4 separate regions of the Mus musculus genome follow, and all the other regions are linked to region 4. The links are chromatin contacts, called in public HiChIP or PLAC-seq maps. All regions are on one chromosome and are shown on one strand. The core of a region is the stretch at or near the end of the contact, and the rest is flanking DNA. Distances in the headings are between cores, read along the strand shown. Region 1 has its middle 27 kb from the start of 4933427D06Rik. Region 2 overlaps Gm36505 (a long non-coding RNA gene). Region 3 has its middle 13 kb from the start of Gm36409. Region 4 overlaps Chchd6 (coiled-coil-helix-coiled-coil-helix domain containing 6).

Region 1 (4,486 bases), core at 691-3,190, 390 kb before region 4:
AGAGAAGGCCAAGAAAGGGGTAGCACAGCATTTGAAGGCCCGATCTGAGGCGGGAACTCTGAGCTCTGGAGCTTGGGTAGGTTGGGGAAGGAGGACTCTGGTTTAGCCTGCACTGCCCTCATCAGCCAGATATTCCCAAGGAGGGGAGGGGAGCCTGGGCAGAGGCTGCTGAATACAGCACCTAGAAGGCTCGGTTCTCCTGGCAACAGGGACTGAGGGCATCGGCCCCTGGGGAAATGCTTTTGAGTCTGCACGCTCCAGTGGCCCCATCTCATTCAGAACAGAGCCCATGTTAGAGCAGCTGTCAGGCACCTGATGTATCCACTGGGGCCTCCCTGGCCGGCTCTGCTGGCTCCTCTTCTTCCGTATGCTTAGCCTGCCCAACCTTACCTTCTGAATGAAGGGAACAGTCTCCTGCCTGGGACTCCACTGCAATGTCCCCACAGCCAATGCCTGACCTCATCTCGGTACTCTTCTGCCTTCTTGTTGAAGCATTACCTTCTTAGGAGACATTGCATCCCCTGACTCTGAGACTTCTCCCTGACTGCTGCTTGGCCCACTGTCACATCTTACTCATTTTCTGCTTCTGTTTTTGACACAGAATCTTCCTGAGTATCCCTGGATAGCATGAAACAGTGCCACTGTGCAGCTCAGGCTGGCCTCAAACTCACAGTGATCCTCCTGCCTCAGCTTCCTGAACAGTGGGATTAAAGGTGAGAGCCACCATGTCCAGCATTTAGATTATTTCTCCCCAGGGGAATAACAAAGAACTAGAGTGGGCGGGCAGCTCCTCTTTGTCACCTTTGCATGGTGGGAGTGACACCATGGAGGTCCTCATGATAGCCCATAGTGCTCCTGGAAGGAAGGGGATGGATGGATAGGTGGAAGTGTCAGCAGGCAGAGGACTGACAGACAGATGGAGACACTTATACCTACTTGCTGCCTTAGTCTCCCAGTGCTGGTCAGGCGTCTGGGGTGTGTGCTCGGCATGTTTGAAGCCTGGGGTTCTGTCTCTGGCACACGTACAAAACAAGAAAAAAAGGCAAGTAAGAAGAAACACAGTCTCTCCATGAGGCAGCCAAGGGTAAACCCTGTGCCCTCATTGGCAGATCTGCAGTAGGAGCTCAGACAAGCGTCAGACCTGGACACATGGCTTAGTGACACACTAGTGCCAGTTTCCCCCAAGCTGAAGGTAAAATCCCAAGGTAGGGGCTGGAAAGGGTTTAGCAGTTGAAAGCGCGGACAGCTTTTGTAGAGGATCAGGGTTTGGTTGCCAGCATCCATATGGCAGCTCACGGTCATCTGTAACTTCAGCTCTAAGGGATCCAATGCCCCCTTCTGGCCTCCACAGGCACTGCATACATGTGGTTGTATAAACAAACAGGCAAAACACATATACACATAAAACAATAATAACAAGATGAAAACATTCTTTTAAAACCCTGGAGATAACCCTGGTGTATCCATGTGGGTGTGGTCAGGGCTGGGACCTCACCCCCACACACGTACTGCTAATACTTGGGTATCAAACTTTCAGCATACGAGGTTAGACAGTAAGGAGACCCACAGCAAGGCTCATCAGTCAATGGGGTCTCACCTTCCCCTACCTTTTGCCAGTTATGCAATCACACGGATGTTTGGTGGTGCGCATGCTGCGGGTGTGACTACTACCATCTGCAGCTGCTCTACTTTATATAAAGGAGCTTACTGTGGGTGAACTGGCTGACAGCCCAAGGAGCAGACCCGAGATCCCCCCTGAGAAAGACAGTGACCTGTGACAGCAGCTTCAGCGGCGACCGGTGTGTCTCCAGCTTGCATTGTGCCTCAGGTTCTAACAAAGCAAAGGAAGGATGAGTACCAAAGTCCAGCTTGGTGAGTCAGTGCTGGCTGCCAGAAGCATCATTGACTCAAAGCATCTGTACTGCCAGAGACTCCTCTGGGTGACTCGCATCTCTGTCATGGAGGAGTTCCACTCACCGCATGGGTGACTCATGAAAAGCTGTCCCACTAGGGAGTCCCCAGAGAAACTTACAGGCAGTAGCACTACTCAAGAGTCCCAACCCCCACTCAACCTCCCCACTCTCTGTATAACCCACAATTCCCAACTTCCAGTCAACCTTCACACTCTCCATATAGCTCAAGTCACAACCCCAAGTCTACCTACACACTCTCTATATAACTCGAGAATTCTCTACCTGGTGAATTGTTTGGCTTTTCTATAATCTGAGAGAGAGAGAGAGAGAGAGAGAGAGAGAGAGAGAGAGAGAGAGAGAGAGGTGTGTAGCTTTATGTGGGTGATCACAGCTGCTTTGATTCAAGATGTGTGGGTCCCCCTCCTGCAGGTTGAATGTGACCATTAGTATCTTTCTAGGACCCACTTGGCCAGCCCATGGTTTTAGCTAGCCCATGGTTTTAGCTAGCCCATGGTTTTGAGGATAAATGCAAAAGAGACTTTGCTGTGCAGGATACTGCTATCTCATACACTGGTGTCTCTGACACAGTCTGTGGAGACAGGTAGACCGAACATTATTGGCCAAGGACTCAACCTGACAGCACAGCCTTGGCTGGCATAGAAACTTTGTGGCTCTCTCATAGCCACTCAGAGCCCTGGAGCAAAGTGTCCTTGAGATATACACCCTGCAAGTGTGGGGTAGAGGTAGGCTGTGGCTTATTTTTCTCATTTATCCAAGAAGCTATTTTTGCTCATTAAAACCTAGTTACTTGCTGTCTCTAGCCAGGATCCTGGAGTGCTCGCTTGGTTAATTTAAGCAAGCAGAGATTTGACGGAGTAATTTCATTGTCCTTGGGGATTGGCCGGCTGATGCCAAGCCTCACTCTTCCCGTTGGAATGGAGTTAATTTTCGCTGAAATTGCTTCTTAGCAGACAAACACATTCCCCATCATTGAAGGCTTATGTTTCTGCTGCTCTATTATTCCTTAATTTACACACCCAGGCAGTGCAGAATCCATACTCAACAGAAGAGACAGCCCCCTCCCAGTACCGCTGGGTGCAGGGCAGTGAAGGAGCACCAGGCACTCACTCTGCCCCAAGGACCCAGGTAGTGACACTAGTGCTGAGGCGGATTGTCTGACAACTCTACATACTCAAAACTTCCCCTATGCCCTGCTGGGAGCAAAATGCAGCAAGGGGGGGGGGGGCTGAGAGGGAAGAGGAGGATCAACGTGGGTGGAGGGAAGGAGAAAGAGAAGGAAGAAGTGAAGAGAAGGAGAAGGTGGGAGTAGTTGCCTGCCTCTCAAAGACTCGGTTATCTGTGGAGAAGAGGCTAAGGAATGACCCCGGTTAGCATTAACTCCTGCTTTGTCTCTGGTCTGGCTTTATGATGGGACATAAAATATAGAAAGGACTTCCTAAAAAAGGAAGACAAAGACAATTGTCTTTGGAAAGAACCTGCCACTCAAAGAACTTCTGAGTCCCCAGTGAAATTAGCAGGAGTGGGCAGGGTGGAATGGACAGGCTGGCAGGCTAGTGGGGCACAGTGTACTTCAGCGAAGTGTTCAGATAAAGAGCATCATCCAAGACTGGAATCAAAGCCATGGTGATTAAACTAATGTCAGGGTCACTATCAAATGGCTTGGAAGGGCAGTTCATAGTTGAAGGAAGGACAGTGTCTTCTGGTCAGCACCACGGACAGCTCCAAGGGCCATGGTGCTGAGGGTGTCCTCAGGCCATGGCTATAAATAGTGGAAGACCAGAAACGACCAATCACTGGCTTTAATACTGGCTTAGCTGGAAACAGAGATGGAGGGGTTAGAGAGAGGGGGGCATGACAGGGATTGGGGGAGGCATGGGCCATGGGAGTTCAGAGTTGAAGACCAGAAAAGACCATCCATTGATGCTGCCTTCTTGGAAGTCATAACTGAAGCTTTGCTAGCTGCTAATAAAGAACCTTGGAAAAAAAGATCCCATTGACACAGATGCTTTGAGAAGACAGCAATAAGCTAGCCATTACATCCTGTTACGTGGATTAGGAGGACGTTGGAGAATATTTGCATACCAATTACCATAAAATTGAAGTTCAATCTATACTGATTTTGTGTCTTGCCTTTGGAAAGTTGAGTTTCTGTCTACATCTGTTTGCTCAGAAGATTCACTCTCCAGTAATGCCGCAGATTTTGTTGTAACAGTTTCAAAGTGTCAACGCATACAATTGAGAGTGAAAACGTTGATTAGGCGAAGATGAACTGCTATGCTGTACATAGTCAGAACGTGATCCCTGCAAGGATGTTTACCTTGATGATAATTAACCCACCGTTTGCCTCAGGGATCCAGCTAGCTGCAGTTAGCTCAAGCTGTTACAGACACGGATGCATTCTTTAATATTGGGGATACAGTAAGGTGCACATATCCATGCAAAGCACTATGCACAACTAACTGACCCAAGCAGGCAATTCACTCCTAGAGAAGCCAGATTGGCTGCAGTGATCCAACCCCTGCAGAACACCATCACTCACTGCGGTGGAACTG
Region 2 (4,620 bases), core at 1,751-4,250, 480 kb before region 4:
AAGGAAGAAAGAAAGAAAGAAACCCTTTTTACGACCCAAAGAATGAAATTAGCATCATTTGGCAATTAATGCATTTTTTTTCCCAAGACTCAACTCTTAAACAAAGTTCTGAGTGTTTGACTTTGATTTCAAATAGGTGGCTGTCAGGAGGAATTACATGGCTCCCAAAGAAACACACAGACGTTATAATTAAAGAGATGCCAATCTTGACAGGTAGTCGAGAGGAGAGGGGACATAATGGCAAGAATGGCGAGGGGAGAAGGATGCTCTGAGCCCAGTGGGGCAGGACTGGCAGAAGAGGAGGCCCAGTCACAACAGGACAGCACAGCACAGTGCTTTAGGCTCTGCAAGGCCCCTGCACCACAGCTCTGCAGAGGAAGGTTTTATTACCTGCATCACAGAGTGGTGATCATTGCCCTGATTTTTGGCCACAAATTCATGTATAATGCAACAGACATTTTTTCCCCCAGCTCCAACCTGAGCTAAGACTCCAAAGACACCTGAGCTCTACCCTCAACCCAGCCTAAGCCCTGCTCCCAACCAGGCTGAGCCTAACTTCTGACCCACACTAAATCTCATTCCTAACCTGGGGAGGCTCACCTCTGACCTATGTTAGTCTCTTTCCCAACCCAGACTAGCTTCAGGTTATCCTTGACCTAGGGGTTTCCCAGTTGGCCCAAAGATAAAATCACCACACTGGACCCAAGATGACTAGAACTGTGACCAGGGCAAACCTCCCCTAACACAGGCTCAGAACTGTGCCAGCAGCTGGAGAAGGAAGGAAGGTCAGAAGGGTGGCTAGAGGGATAAAGAGAGCAGGGTGTATGGGCTCTCAGAAGAGTGGAGGCACTGCTCTTTAGGGGCTCTGTCCAGGATGGGAGACAGGGCCGGGGTACTCTTAGCCACTACCTGGGGAATCTATGACCTGTTTGGGGCAGGCAGCTTGGCTGGACTCTCATCACCTGCATACATCCCACAGACTGCCCCAGCCATAGGCTGAAGTCCTGTTGTGATGAAGACCTCAGTAGATGTGTATGTGGGGGTCTTCCTCTTCCCCCATGGGCTGCTGCCCTCCCTCTCCTGCCCCACCCCAGCTTCCCCTCTGATAGGCACCTCATTAGCAGAGTATCTGTAAATAACACCAAAGAGTTAGAGTTACAACAAGGTAGCTCATTAAAGCCACTTCGCTGCTTCACTTCCCAATTAGTGTTTCTGCAAGCAGCTGCCAAAGCTGCCTGTGACAGGGCACCTTGGCATGGCATGGGCCTTCCAGGGCGATCCCCAGGGAGGATGCAGACTGCAGAGGAAACCCTCTACCACCCTCCCGTCAGAATCCTGGGTGGCCATCTGCAAGCACCATGAAGCCTGGGCACATGTGTCCACCACGGGGAGAGCCGGCACCTCAAGTTTGTGAAGGTGGCTCAGATTCAGGCTTCGTTGACAGTTTGTCCCTCCACTGACCAGTATTCTGGCCTCTCCCTGTGGTGTTTTTAGCTCTGGAATTCCATTCCAGATCACATTGTCAAAATTCAACCGAGGTGGCTGGAGAGGTGGTTCAGTGGTTAGTGCTCTCATAGAGGCCCTGGATATGTTCCCAGCACTCACAGGGCAGCTCACAACCCTGTGTAACCCTGTGAGTGCCACAGGACCTGACACTCTCTTCTGGCCTCTGTGGCACCAGGTACACATACATACATGTAGGCGAAACACTCATACACATAACGATGAATTTAAAACCTCACCTGCTTCGTGTCTCTCCTGGTAGGTCTTCCTCTTCCGTATGGATGACCTGAGGTTTTCCATTGCAGCTTCTGGGGACAGCTTTTGACCCAGTGGGTGCTGAAGGCACCAATGACTGCAGGGAATTTAAGTACAGAGTGGAGAAAAAGAACGTTGTAGAGAGGACAGGAGACAGAGGAGTGATGTCCCTAAGACAAACCACCTGTCTTCTGCTTTTGCAGAGGAACACTAGGAAACAAGTCGAGAAGGCTTTGCCCACTAGCTCCGCATCAAACAGCTGGAAGGAGTCACTGCACAGACCTGGGCCAAGCCCCCTCTGGAGCCTGTCCTGGAGTTGGGCTGAAGTAACAGTGGCTCTCACCTGTGCCAGCAAGATGAGGATGAAGAGATCCTCCAGTCCACCCTACCCTCCGCACAGTCCAGCCCACTTCTGTCTTTCTCTAGCTTGCTTTCGACCCCTGCTCTGCATGTCCCAGATTTTGCTTTCTGCTTCACTTTGGGAGGGAAACATCTCCCAATTTCTCTCCCTCTTTCTGAATCAATAGCTTAGCTGGGCAAGGCAGAAAATGAAATTTACACTCAATGGTTTCCACGGCAACCAGGGGGTGCTGAGCTGCTTTCTCCTGCTCTTGGGGGCATGTTCTTCCTGAGAGAAAGCAGGTATCAGAAGTCTGCAGCTTGAGGTTGGGATGGAGTTTAAACAGAACTGAGACTGAGCCCCATCCTCATCCCCTCCCCACCCGCCCCCACCTTTCCCCTTGGCTCTGAGCATGAGGGATAGGTGCCCTCTGACCTCACTAGCTCGGGAAAGGAAGCTTCAGGAACCATTATCTTCAGTTGGCCAGAGTGGTGCCTTCTCTACCTCTGGGTTTAGGTGGGCACTGCACTAAGTGCTGGAAGGATTTTATTTATTTATTTTTATTTCAATTGTCAGAGGAAGGCATTATTATTGTTTTGTTTTGTTTGTTTGTTTTATTTTGTTTGTTTATTTATTTTCCAAGACAGAGTTTTTCTGTGTAGCTCTGGCTGTCCTGGAACTCACTTTGTAGATCAGGCTGGTCTTGAACTCACAGAGACAAATGCTGGGACCAAAGGCATGTGCCACTATGCCCAGCTGGGAAGCATTATTGCTAACCTGCATGCTATCCCATGGGGGAAAGCAAGTCCTGGAAATATTAACCTTGTAGCATGGCTCAGAGTCAACACCCTGCAGACAGGAGCCTGGGACTGGGACCTGTGGTCACGATGGGAGTGTAGCATTCCATGCTACAGGCAACCCAGGGATGTGCAGACTCATTTCCTGCCTCTCCAGTTCTCTGGATTAGACAAGGCTGAAAGCCCGGCTCTGCAGCCCTTTGCAGCCCGAGTACATGCCATCTGAACCACACTTCCTTAGCTGAGCACTGACTGGAGGGGTGAACAGTGTCCGCTGTGTAGGCACAAAGTCCTCAGGCACTGGGGTGCAGCCTGGTGTGCAGCAGTTCTCAGTATTGGTGGCCGTCCCACTGGCCACAGGGCTAAGAGGTGCCCAGCATGAGCCAGTCACCTGCTCACACATGCCCTGCTGTGTGTGGTGGGTGCTGTGAGAGGCACCAGCTGTGGGAGTCGAGAGGAGGTAGCTGTCAGAAAGATCTGGGCTTCAGGAGGCTTTCTGGGGAAGCTCTGGGGCAGCCAGGACAGAAGGCACTTGAGGCAAAGGCTGACAGAGGGAAGGAGTGAGTTTTGGAAGTCTGTTAGAGGAGCGTGGGGCAGGCTGAGGTTCAGGTATACTGCATGTCATCTCTGCCCACACCGTATCCACGCTCTTTCCACAGCTGAGCGGGTTTTCTGTGGTTGGCACTACCCACTAAGTGTGTGAACGGGTGCACAACCTGGTCTCAGCCCAGGAGAGGCTCACACCACTCCGGCTGTTGTGGTTGGTTGAGAATTGGGCACAGGCCTATTGGCTCTGGGTGAGTGGAATCCTTGCTTATAAGGTGGTGAGAACATGGCCAGCCTGGGCTTTGGGAAGGTTCTAGGGTAGTCGAGGAAGGAGACTTGCCGTGGGGGACAGAAGTTTGATGGATGAGTGTGGGTGGACAGGCAAGTTACCAATAGCTCGTGTCCTTTATGAGCTACCTGGAAACCTCTTTGGCAGGAGTGAGAAAACTGGGCTATCCCAAGCCTGAAGCTCGAGTGTGCCCTCCTGGGAACAAAGCTACCACAGAGAGAAAAGTGGCAAACGAGTCTTGGATGCGTTCCTAAACCCACCCTGAAGCCCAAGGATTTCCTGGCACAGTGTATCTCCTTAGTTTCACTCATGTTCGTGAGGTCTGGGATCACGTCTTTTACATTGGAAAGACCTCATTAGACCAGAGGGCAGAGAGGGTAGCAGACATCAGACCGTAGGGACCGGAATCTCAGTGAGGGGCTCTGGGTGAGTGGAATCCTTGCTTATAAGGTGGTGAGAACATGGCCAGCCTGGGCTTTGGGAAGGTCCTAGGGCAGTCGAGGAAGGAGACTTGCCATGGGGGACAGAAGTTTGATGGGTGAGTGTGGGTAGGCAGGCAAGTTACATTAGCTTCAGACCCCTGCTGTGACAGATCACCTCAAATCCAGAGAGGCCAGGGCTGAAGTGGGCACAGAGACCCAATCAAGCTGTCAACTGAGGGACTTTCTATACAGAAGCCTGCTTGGTCAGTGTCCATAGACTGCCTGGCTTCAGGCTTGTGGTTCCAACCTTGGCTTCTATCTCAGGATCTTTCCTTTCTGATTCTGGTCTCTGAGAAACACCATAAGATAGCCTTGCTCATGTGGAAAGTCCAGGATAGTCTTTGAGGCTCAAGACCTCAAACCCAGTCACACCTACAAAGCCTCTTTTCAGCTTAAACTGGCAAGTGC
Region 3 (4,690 bases), core at 1,738-4,237, 500 kb before region 4:
CTGTAAAGCCTTTGGCAGGTGGGGCGTGGCTGGCAAAGTGGGTTGGTGGGAGAGGATGGGCCTTGAGACCTGGCTCCAGTGCTTAACTCAGTACTCTCTGCTTCCCACTTCCTGCTGTGATGCGATCCGTGACCTGCTCTGGGCACCATGAACTTTGACAAGACTTCCCCACCAGGAAGGACTGTACTGTCTCAGCCTGTGAGCCAGCAGAAACCTTCCTTCCCAGGTTGCTTCTGTCAAGTATTTTGCCACAATGATGAAGAAAACTGACCAATGCCCTCCCCTCCCTTGGATCTGGGTGTACATGGGTCTTCTTCAACATGGGCTTTGGCAACCGATGTGCTGTGGCATGTAGCCAGATGGCTGCTGCCTTCCTGTGGGGACACTCCTGCTGGGGTCTTGGAGCCACTAGAGAAGTACAGATGGGCTGTGGACAAGAGTGCTTGGTACGTCCTGTCCAGCCTTTGACCAGCCTCAGTGGATTGTGGTCTCACTCAGAGTCCATCTGAAGTTGTGCAGGAGGCTTCAAGTGGGACTGACTCAGTGGAGGGGCCAGCAAGGAATCCATGTGTAAAGCTAATGGGGCTTGTCCAATAGTACACTGAGTCTTAGTTAATGCTGTTAAGTAGCAGCAGTATCCGAAGCACAGTTGGCATTACTGTTGGACTCCACAAAAGACAGGTCTGGCGTGAACAACCATGCATACTTAGCCATGCAGTGTGCAGTGTGGGCGGTGGAGGGATGACCTGGTCTGTCCTCACTCCACCCTTACAGATGTACTCACAGGCATCACTTGCCTGAGCCTGTGTCCTCTTCTGTAAAGCGGAGATTCAAGCAGAGCTGTTATGTGAGGGTCATAGCTGGCACCAGCTGCCACAAATTGACACCTTAGATGGACTCATTCTCTCTGTTCTGTAGGCTATGCATTTGGGGTCAGGGCAGAACAGCCAGGGCTTCCTAACTTCTTGTTGTGTGTTGTGCGATTTCTTCTTTGGGCATACTTGAAGAGAGGGAGTGTGTCTCTATGAAGACACTAATTCTGTTGGATCAGATCCCCGCTCAAATTCATGACCTCATTTAACTGAAATTTATTCCTGATAGGTTTTATCTCCAAATATAGTATGAGGTGAGGATATGTTGTGAATGTGAAGTTTGAAGGAGACACAATTAGTTTAGGGTGAGGGGGTTAAGGGGCTGGCCCCTGTGGCATGCAAGCGCCTGAGATCCATGCTATTACAGTTGCCATCTTCAGGCTCTTGCCCCTTCTCCTGTGTGCTGTTTCCAAATGACCTGAGACATGTCTGCATATTAGCAATATCTGCTGTGGCCTTGGGAGGGGAACTAGGACTTGCATGCCAGGGTTTCCCTGGGCCTGTGGTTAGCTTCCCACCTGGGAATCTGCAGGTCTGAAAAGCCTCTGAACCCAGCCTTCTGCTGCCTCCCCATTGGCTGTCCTGACCATCACCTAATGAAAGGCAAGGACCAGGAGGGACGGTTGAACAATCTTGGTTGGAGCTACTTTGCTCTGTACCTCAGTTTGACCATCAGCAACCTGACTTGAAGGTCTGTAGCTCCCAGAAGATAGAATCTGTCAGGGTGGGTGCCAGGAGACTGTGGGGGCAGTGGATACAGGCAGATCCTTGCTAGCCTTATGGGGTAGGTATCAATCTGTGGGCTTCCTCCACCCCCAACTACTCTTGAGCATCCTCAACATATTCTCTGCTGTTCTGATGCCCTGTTGCCTTGGAGACCACTCACAGGCTTCCTGGGGCTGAGGATGGAGGAGACAGTTCTGGGGTACTGGGAGGACAGAGTGACATCTTGGAGCAGCCCACAGGCCTGTACCACATGCCAGTCCTCTGCACCGCAGGAAGACCAAGGCTGAGAGTAGTCCTGTCTGGCTCTGGGCCAGGGCAGGCTCTTCCTAGCTGTTAAGGAGAACTGGAGCTGTCTTCTGTCTTCTACGCTCTCAGTGGGCGTGGAGCCAGCCGTGGCTCAGCTGAAGGGCCAGCAGGGGGCTACAGTGGTGTGGATTGTCAGGGCCTGCGGCTGTCACGCCTCTCTCACGGCTTCTAGCCTTTATTCAGGAGGATATTTCTCTTTCCAGTGCACACCACACACATTGGCTGATTTATAACCCAAACTATTGTTGGAGTTATGTGTGTGTTTCACCACTCTTAATTTATAAGTGAGGAAACTAAGGCACAGAGAGGTTAAAAATCTTGTCTGAATTCACACAACTTAGTAGACAGGTGCAGATGAGCCAAGCAGGCTAATCAGCATTTGTCCCCCTGGGTCCATGGTGTGCCTTTCTGTGAGCTTAGCCACCCTGGGGTCATAGTCTTTGGTGGAACATAGAGCTGTAGAATAGGGCCTAGGAAGGGTGGAGGTTGGCCTTGGACTTCTGCTCCCTCCTGCTGTGGTGGACACTGCGCTAGTTGCTTCTCAGCCCTGTGACGCCAAGCTTTGCTCAGCCTGGGCATGGCTGAGACAAGACACCACCTGAGATTCCTTATCTGAAGCACTCTGCTCATACAGTCTCATCACCAGACCCTGCCTCAGAAAACGGCCCTCAGGCGGAAGCCAGCCTCGGAGCGGCATGCCAATGCTTCCATTTCAGCCAGCTCTTGCAGCCTTTGCTCTAGCTTTCTGCTCCACACAGAGGCTCGCTTCACCCTGAACGTGCCATGGTCTGCCCTGTGACTTCCTGAATCGTCCCTTCCTCCTTCAGTGACGAACAGGCTCCCTTTCCTGAGCTCTGCTATAGACATTTGTCATCTGATCCTGGGTCCTGTTTGTTCCCTGATCAAATCATTTTTGTACCAGGAACAAGAAACCCAGTGAGGCTCCGCAGGCTGAGAGCAGAAGGCCTGGGTCCACTTATCCCAACCAGAAAGGTGGTGCCATCTCATTGTAGAGGGGAGGACCACACATCTGGTCTCCTGACCACGTCACGCTGGCACATACGTTCAGCCTGACTCCTTGCATTCTTTGGGGATAGTCTCACACATATTTCTAGACTCCAGATTTCTGCCTGTGAATGTCTGGAATGTGGCTAGGGAGACCAGCCACTGAAGCCAGGCCACAGATTTGCTTACATGACAGACTGCAAACACCCCCCCCCCTTTTTTTTTTCCCCATGACTGGCCTGGAAGTGTCTCTAAGAGTGGGTTTGGGAGAGGGGACATCAGTCAAGCATAGGCAATGAGGAATGTTGGAACAAACTTGGAGCTGCTGGTCCCAGGTGGCACCGCCCCACTGGGAAAGGTGCTTTGAAGTGGCACCACTAAGGTGAAAATGAGAGATGGAGGAGACGCTGGATGCTAGGGTACCTTGCATTTTGAGTGCAGCCAGCCCTCCCCAGGCTATAGATGGGTCTGAGTGGGAGTCTGATGCTTATAACAGAAAGATGGACCCGCACATTCTTGTGGTAGGCAGGGACAGGGCCTGTGTGGTCAGAGTCATGTCCTCTGTATGGTGGTCACCTGGCTGTGCCTGCAGACTACCTCCTCCCTGTCTCCTCTTCAGGGCCCTGTTGCGATTCCTGCTTTTCTCTCTCTCTGGCTGCTGCCCTTCCTGATTGAGGTGGCCACCGTTTCCATCTGTGGCTAAATCTGACGCCATATCCTCTCTTGTTTTTCTACCCCCACTAACTGCTTCTGTGGCCGAGTCATGTGTCCTGGCTTCCCTGCAGGTAAAGTGGTCATCTGACTTGCTTCTGACCAATGGAAGGAAAGGGAGGCTTTCCTGGGGCAGGCAGAAATCTGGCTTTCTGCATAAAGTCATGGAGTCTCATAAGTTTTTCTCTCCCTTTCCTGCCTGCCTCTCCCTTTCCATCTTCCCCTCCCTGGGGAGTGGAGTTCAGGATCCCATGCGTGCTGAGCTGAACAATGTATCTGTGTTGCATCCAGCCTGCTTTCCGGTGCTGTGGACATGCCATGCCTGCAGTCACAGTGGCTGCAGAATGGCTGGTAGCAGGATGAAAAGCTTGTTGGTTGAGCATCAGGAAAAAGACCTGACAATGTAGTACTGGACATCTTGGTTGAGGAAATAAAGAAATCAAGCTGGGGTTGGGCTCAAAGCTCCCTTCCTGCTAGCCAGTGCCAGAAAGTGCTATGCAGGCTGTTGGGCGAGAATTGTCACCAACTGGCTTACTCAGTTTCAGACTCTATGCCATAGGAGTGACCAGCCAGGCAAGAGGTGATAGTGGCAGGTCTGTTACAGGAACCATCATCTCTTTCTGACTGGAATTAGTGCCTGTTCCATGGGATGCAATTCAGGTCTTGTACTGTAAGTGAAGTCAAAAGCCCATGGCCTGGGAGGCCATAGGTCCTAGTGTGGAAGAGGTGGGGCAGGGGGAGAGGATGGCTCACTGGGAAGAATGGGACAAGAAGATCACAATGGGGAGGGGTGTATATATTTGAAATACATTAGGTATGATTTGCCAAAAAATGAAATATATTGTTCTGTATAATTAATATATGCTGATAAGATAGGTTGGAAAAGAAGTAAGATTGATCAGAAATGAAAGTTCAGGACAAAGAAGAGAGGGAGGCAAGGAGGATGGTCTAGGGGAGAGAACAGCCAAGGACATCAGGCCCATCCTAGGAGCTGTATCTTTGAAGTGGCTCCACAGGCACCCCTGCTCCACAATCCACATGCTCAGAGCTCCAGAGGGTGGGCATCCAGA
Region 4 (4,180 bases), core at 204-2,703:
GGTACCACTGCTGTGGATGGCCATGCCAGTTCACTGCCCAGTAGGCTGGTGAGAGTCCCCACTTCCTGGACTTGTTTGAGGATGGGACAAAAAGAATGAGAATGAACCACTCACACTATGCTGACCTCTGTATCCCCACTCTGGCTGCATCTCTCTCAAGATTTTTCTCTGGGAGTCCTTGTCACTTGTTTCATCTCTACAAAAGTGCCCTGCTCTGCATCTCAGTGGCACCTCTGGGTAGGCCTCCTGTACTCAACAGAGGTGTCTAATGGACATGCCTGTGCAGCTGTTCTTGCAGCAATAACACGCTTACTCACTGTGTGGCTTGATCTCTTCACTCCTAAAGAACCTGTGGCCATTTGTTGGCATGCCCACTTCTGACTCTGGATTAGCTTCTGCTGGACCCTTTCCAAAAGGTGTTAGGAGTGTTCCTTTCGGATATACAGGTTTTCCACTCCTTTCTCAACTACAAATATACTCTTGATGAAACTTCTTGAAAACACGGCCAGCCCTTTCCTCCTCACATGCCTACCTCGCCCCTACAAAGCCCAGTGTTAGCTTCTCCAGAGAGGAGGACTGACAAGGCTCCCTGGGTGTGGCTCACAAGTCCTGCTACACAGGCTTTCTTGGGTCTACGCTCTCTGCCCCCACAGAATCCGGCCTGCTTCCCACATTCTCTTCCAAGATGATGTAGAGAGGCAGCATGGTGTGGTGAAAGGAGCAGACTCCATCTATCAGCTGCACGGCTTCTGGCAGCTTGCTCAGCCTGTTTCCGAGTTCTTTCATTTGTAGAACACATGTAATATAATCTAGCTTGCAGGGCTGAAGCCAGGATCAGCGATAACTTATGAAAGGGGCCTGGCACATGGTACAGGCTCACAAAATCAGAGTGACTATTGTCTTGTAGGATCCACTCCTCTTGCTTAACACTTCTTAACCATGTGCTGGACATTCTGCCTCATAAGCACATGTCTAAAATTAAGCTCATCACTGGCCCCAAAAGCAGTAGCTCACATGACTTTCTTTCCTTCAATGGTACCATTATTCTCATGGGCTTTCAAGCTCAAATCTCTCTCCAGCTTTCAGGCCTTACAGACTTTAAAACTATCTAAGGCCACACATTTCAGTGAGGTCCCTCAAAATCACATGCCAATTTCTATTCATCCCCACCTCCGATGGCCTATGTGTGAGGCACCTCTGCTGAGGCTGGGCCTCCACCTTTTAGGCTGCCATGGCATCTTGGTCATTCTCCAAACACTGCTTCCACTAAGCAGCCTTCTTGGCAAAGCTCCCTTCTTCCCCTCCAATAACCCAAATGCATTTGTTTCCTGTTTATGTGCACATACTTTCCTCTCTTTACTCTGGAAAATATTTACTAAGCCCCTATTATATGCCTAACACTGCATTCCTGGCCCCCACCGATGAATCACCCTTTCTTAATGACACTGATCAGGACTGTGCTCAACAGCTTTTAAAGGAAGGAGAGAAAAAGCCATAGACACTAGCATGGACTAGTCAACATGGTATGTGCTGTGTGTGCTATGATCTGTGGGAGGGCCCCAGGCCCCAGGAGAAGGGAGAAAGCAGCAGAAGATATCAGGCACTCCCTGGTGGCCTTTCCTCCTCAATGGCTGTCCCTTTTTTTCCTCAAAGTCTAACATACTGACAGGTGAATCTTTCGTAGGTCAGAGAGTGGATCTTGGCCAACCCATGCACCTGAAGTGACCAGTGTCCCACCCCCAAGCTACATATCTTTCAGTCAGGCTGTCTCCACTGTTCAACCTTGTAACCCTCAGATCTGCTTTGCTGTTTTTAATGCAGATAGATCACACATATCTCTTCCATACCTGGCCTCTTTTAGTTCCTTCACAGGGTTTGCAATCTTCATCATTGCTGTCTGCAGCAACATGCTGCTCATTCTTGCTCTTCACTGGATAGATGAATGAATTCCTTGATTCTGGTCTTAGGCTTTCCTGAGCACTGCCCCATGGCTTCTTCTGGAGAATCTTTTGCGTCACTAGGTACATCCATACCTGGTCATAACAGACCTAGACCTCAGTTTCCTGACGCGGCTTTGTCAATGTACTCCCATAGCATCGTCTGAAACTCTCACCTGCTCTCACCTCTCTCATGGTGGCCTTTCTGCTGAGTGTAGGATAGTGTCACCCTGTGAGTGAAGGCCATGCCTCCCTGGTGTGTACATGCTCACTAGCAAGTGAAAACATTGTGGATACACTGATTGACACCCCAAGAGACAAGGATACCTGTGCCTAGTCAGGCAGGCTTTGTGAGTGTGTTAGTAAGATGGCTGATCAGGACTGTCTGGATCTGCTTACAGGCCTTCTTTATCAGAGAAAAAGGAGGAAAAAGGGTTGACCACTCAGGAATAGGCAAGCAGATGTGTACAGACGTCTGTGCTAGGAAAGAGCCAAAGTCTAAGAAGAATACAAACATTTCTGAGTTTTGTGCTTTCTCCAAATTCAGTCTTGGAAGCTAGTTTACAAGCTTTCTCCTCTGTGCAGCTGGCAAGTTTGGGAAAGTGAGATGAGGTCTTACAGAAGTGGGGAGGGGGTTCTTTGTGGCCCATAAACTAGAGCAAGGGTATCAATCAGTTCTCTCTATTCCAGAAGACTCTACAAGGTGGAGCCACACATTGCTTATGCCTCACCACCTCCCCTCCACACCAGAGGATCCATGGCCTGCCCCAAGCCTCACCACCTCCCCTCCACACCTGAGGCTTCCATGAAGCAACAAACTTGAATCGATGTGGAGTGGTTATGTACTTAAAATTAAAAAAGAGGAAAGGGTGAAAATAACATTAAAGAGAACTTATTACTTATGTCAGTGTGCATCCTAATGTTTGCTTTACACAAATAATGACTCATGATAAAATAATGGGCAGATAAACACCATACTCAGCACACTTGTTTTTCCATTACCAAGGCTGAACTAGAAGATGTCTACAGGACCTTAAAGCATACTTGTCCCCTCTCTTACTCAGTTCAATGGGTGGCCATGGTTAGTCACAGTCAAATGAGCTTTTACCAGCAAAAGCAGTCAGCTCTGTGGGCTTTTCAGGCATTTCACAGGAGTCACTGTGAGAAGCAAATGCACTGGTTTAAGAGATACAAGTCACCCCAGCTGATTCTGGGCACACTGTGGGGATCCTACCCCAGTTTGTTCATCTCCTAGAACAAACATGACAGCTAAGTGCATGTTCAGCTCGAGTGCAAGCACGATGGTAAGAGATCCTCTGAGCACAACTCCGAGGACAGTGAGGGTTTCACCTACCTGGTGCATGTATCTAACACTCAATAAACATTCTCTTGGTGTGTGAGAAATGCCAGTTCAAACTAGCCCCAGCCCTCTGCACAATGCCTTGCTTGTGGGACTCCTGGTAGGCATTCATAAAAAGCCTTATAAAGCCCAGAGAAGAGGTTTCTCCATCTCAGAGAGCAGGAGATGAGGGCAGACCATCTTCAGACTAAAACTCACCTCTGCATACCTAGGTTCAAACTCACAGCATACATGTACATACCCATGCGCATGCACCAATCCCAAACTAAAGAACTCACTATGACACCATACAGGATCCCAGGTGGCTACAGCGCAAAACCAGAATCTTGTCTAGAGCAACATTTCCATAGGTACTGCCTACATTAGCCTTCATTCTTTCTTCACAGATGGCACAGATGAGTCTATCTTAAAGATGAGGAAATGGAGACATAGAGAGAAATGAGAACTGCAGAACAACAGAGACAACCTAGCCTTTCAGACACTGATACCCAGGCTCTGTCAGCTCAGCTGAATGGATGACTGTCCCCTGTGACTAGTATGCCTATAGTTTTTCCTCAGGTGCATGAAAACATTGGCCCATGTCCTCAGCAGTTCACTGTTATCCTTGGCAAAATTCAACACTCTACACTTATAGCTTTCAATGTGGTACACTGTATAGTTATGTGGAAAGTTTGCAGCCTCTCCTTCCACACTAAAAGGCCATCATGGCAGAATAAACACAGTAGTATAAAAGCACCACAAAGTCTCCTTCTCTTGGACCATGAGCTTGGATGGTGCAGACTTTCCTTCCCTACCTGTCATAATGACCAGGGGAGGCCCACATGGAAGCCCAGGACTGGCCCCAAGGACGGCAGAATTCCAGCCTGAGGACTCCACCATTCCA

What was found. HiChIP or PLAC-seq counts read pairs in DNA pulled down with a chosen protein or histone mark.
Region 1: a contact with region 4 is called in an HNF4G HiChIP or PLAC-seq map of pancreatic cancer cells. The contact joins two enhancer-like sites. A contact is called at or near these places in 1 of 484 Hi-C or Micro-C datasets (bone marrow-derived macrophages), 2 of 115 datasets of contacts at active chromatin or transcription factors (large pre-B cells and pancreatic cancer cells) and 1 of 9 other capture datasets (embryonic stem cells).
Region 2: a contact with region 4 is called in a FOXA1 HiChIP or PLAC-seq map of pancreatic cancer cells. The contact joins two enhancer-like sites. A contact is called at or near these places in 16 of 484 Hi-C or Micro-C datasets (the 63-12 cell line, bone marrow-derived dendritic cells, bone marrow-derived macrophages and 10 more), 3 of 115 datasets of contacts at active chromatin or transcription factors (embryonic basal ganglia, embryonic stem cells and pancreatic cancer cells) and 1 of 9 other capture datasets (embryonic stem cells).
Region 3: a contact with region 4 is called in an HNF4G HiChIP or PLAC-seq map of pancreatic cancer cells. The contact joins two enhancer-like sites. A contact is called at or near these places in 8 of 484 Hi-C or Micro-C datasets (the G1E-ER4 cell line, bone marrow-derived macrophages, cerebellum and 5 more), 4 of 115 datasets of contacts at active chromatin or transcription factors (cardiomyocytes, embryonic basal ganglia, embryonic stem cells and 1 more) and 1 of 9 other capture datasets (embryonic stem cells).

The regions. Positions count from the first base shown.
Region 1 is chr6:89,066,526-89,071,011 of GRCm38.p6, forward strand. No RefSeq gene overlaps it. Among named protein-coding and RNA genes, the nearest start is that of 4933427D06Rik, 27 kb to the right of the region's middle. Within about 2 kb of position 1,941, at least 15 of the 459 cell types and tissues checked have an H3K27ac peak or open chromatin away from gene starts, as enhancers often do. A contact at or near this core is called in pancreatic cancer cells, where this site is marked.
Region 2 is chr6:88,982,036-88,986,655 of GRCm38.p6, forward strand. All of the region lies in intron 1 of Gm36505 (a long non-coding RNA gene), which reads left to right. Among named protein-coding and RNA genes, the nearest start is that of Gm36505, 5.6 kb to the left of the region's middle. Within about 2 kb of position 3,001, at least 22 of the 459 cell types and tissues checked have an H3K27ac peak or open chromatin away from gene starts, as enhancers often do. A contact at or near this core is called in pancreatic cancer cells, where this site is marked.
Region 3 is chr6:88,958,139-88,962,828 of GRCm38.p6, forward strand. No RefSeq gene overlaps it. Among named protein-coding and RNA genes, the nearest start is that of Gm36409, 13 kb to the right of the region's middle. Within about 2 kb of position 2,988, at least 73 of the 459 cell types and tissues checked have an H3K27ac peak or open chromatin away from gene starts, as enhancers often do. A contact at or near this core is called in bone marrow-derived macrophages and pancreatic cancer cells, where this site is marked.
Region 4 is chr6:89,461,163-89,465,342 of GRCm38.p6, forward strand. The region is part of intron 5 of Chchd6 (coiled-coil-helix-coiled-coil-helix domain containing 6); the gene reads right to left. It overlaps Gm46966 (a long non-coding RNA gene), which reads left to right. Exons shown (of 4, transcript XR_003956465.1): 4 at 1-4,180. Among named protein-coding and RNA genes, the nearest start is that of Gm46966, 10 kb to the left of the region's middle. Within about 2 kb of position 1,454, at least 27 of the 459 cell types and tissues checked have an H3K27ac peak or open chromatin away from gene starts, as enhancers often do. A contact at or near this core is called in bone marrow-derived macrophages and pancreatic cancer cells, where this site is marked.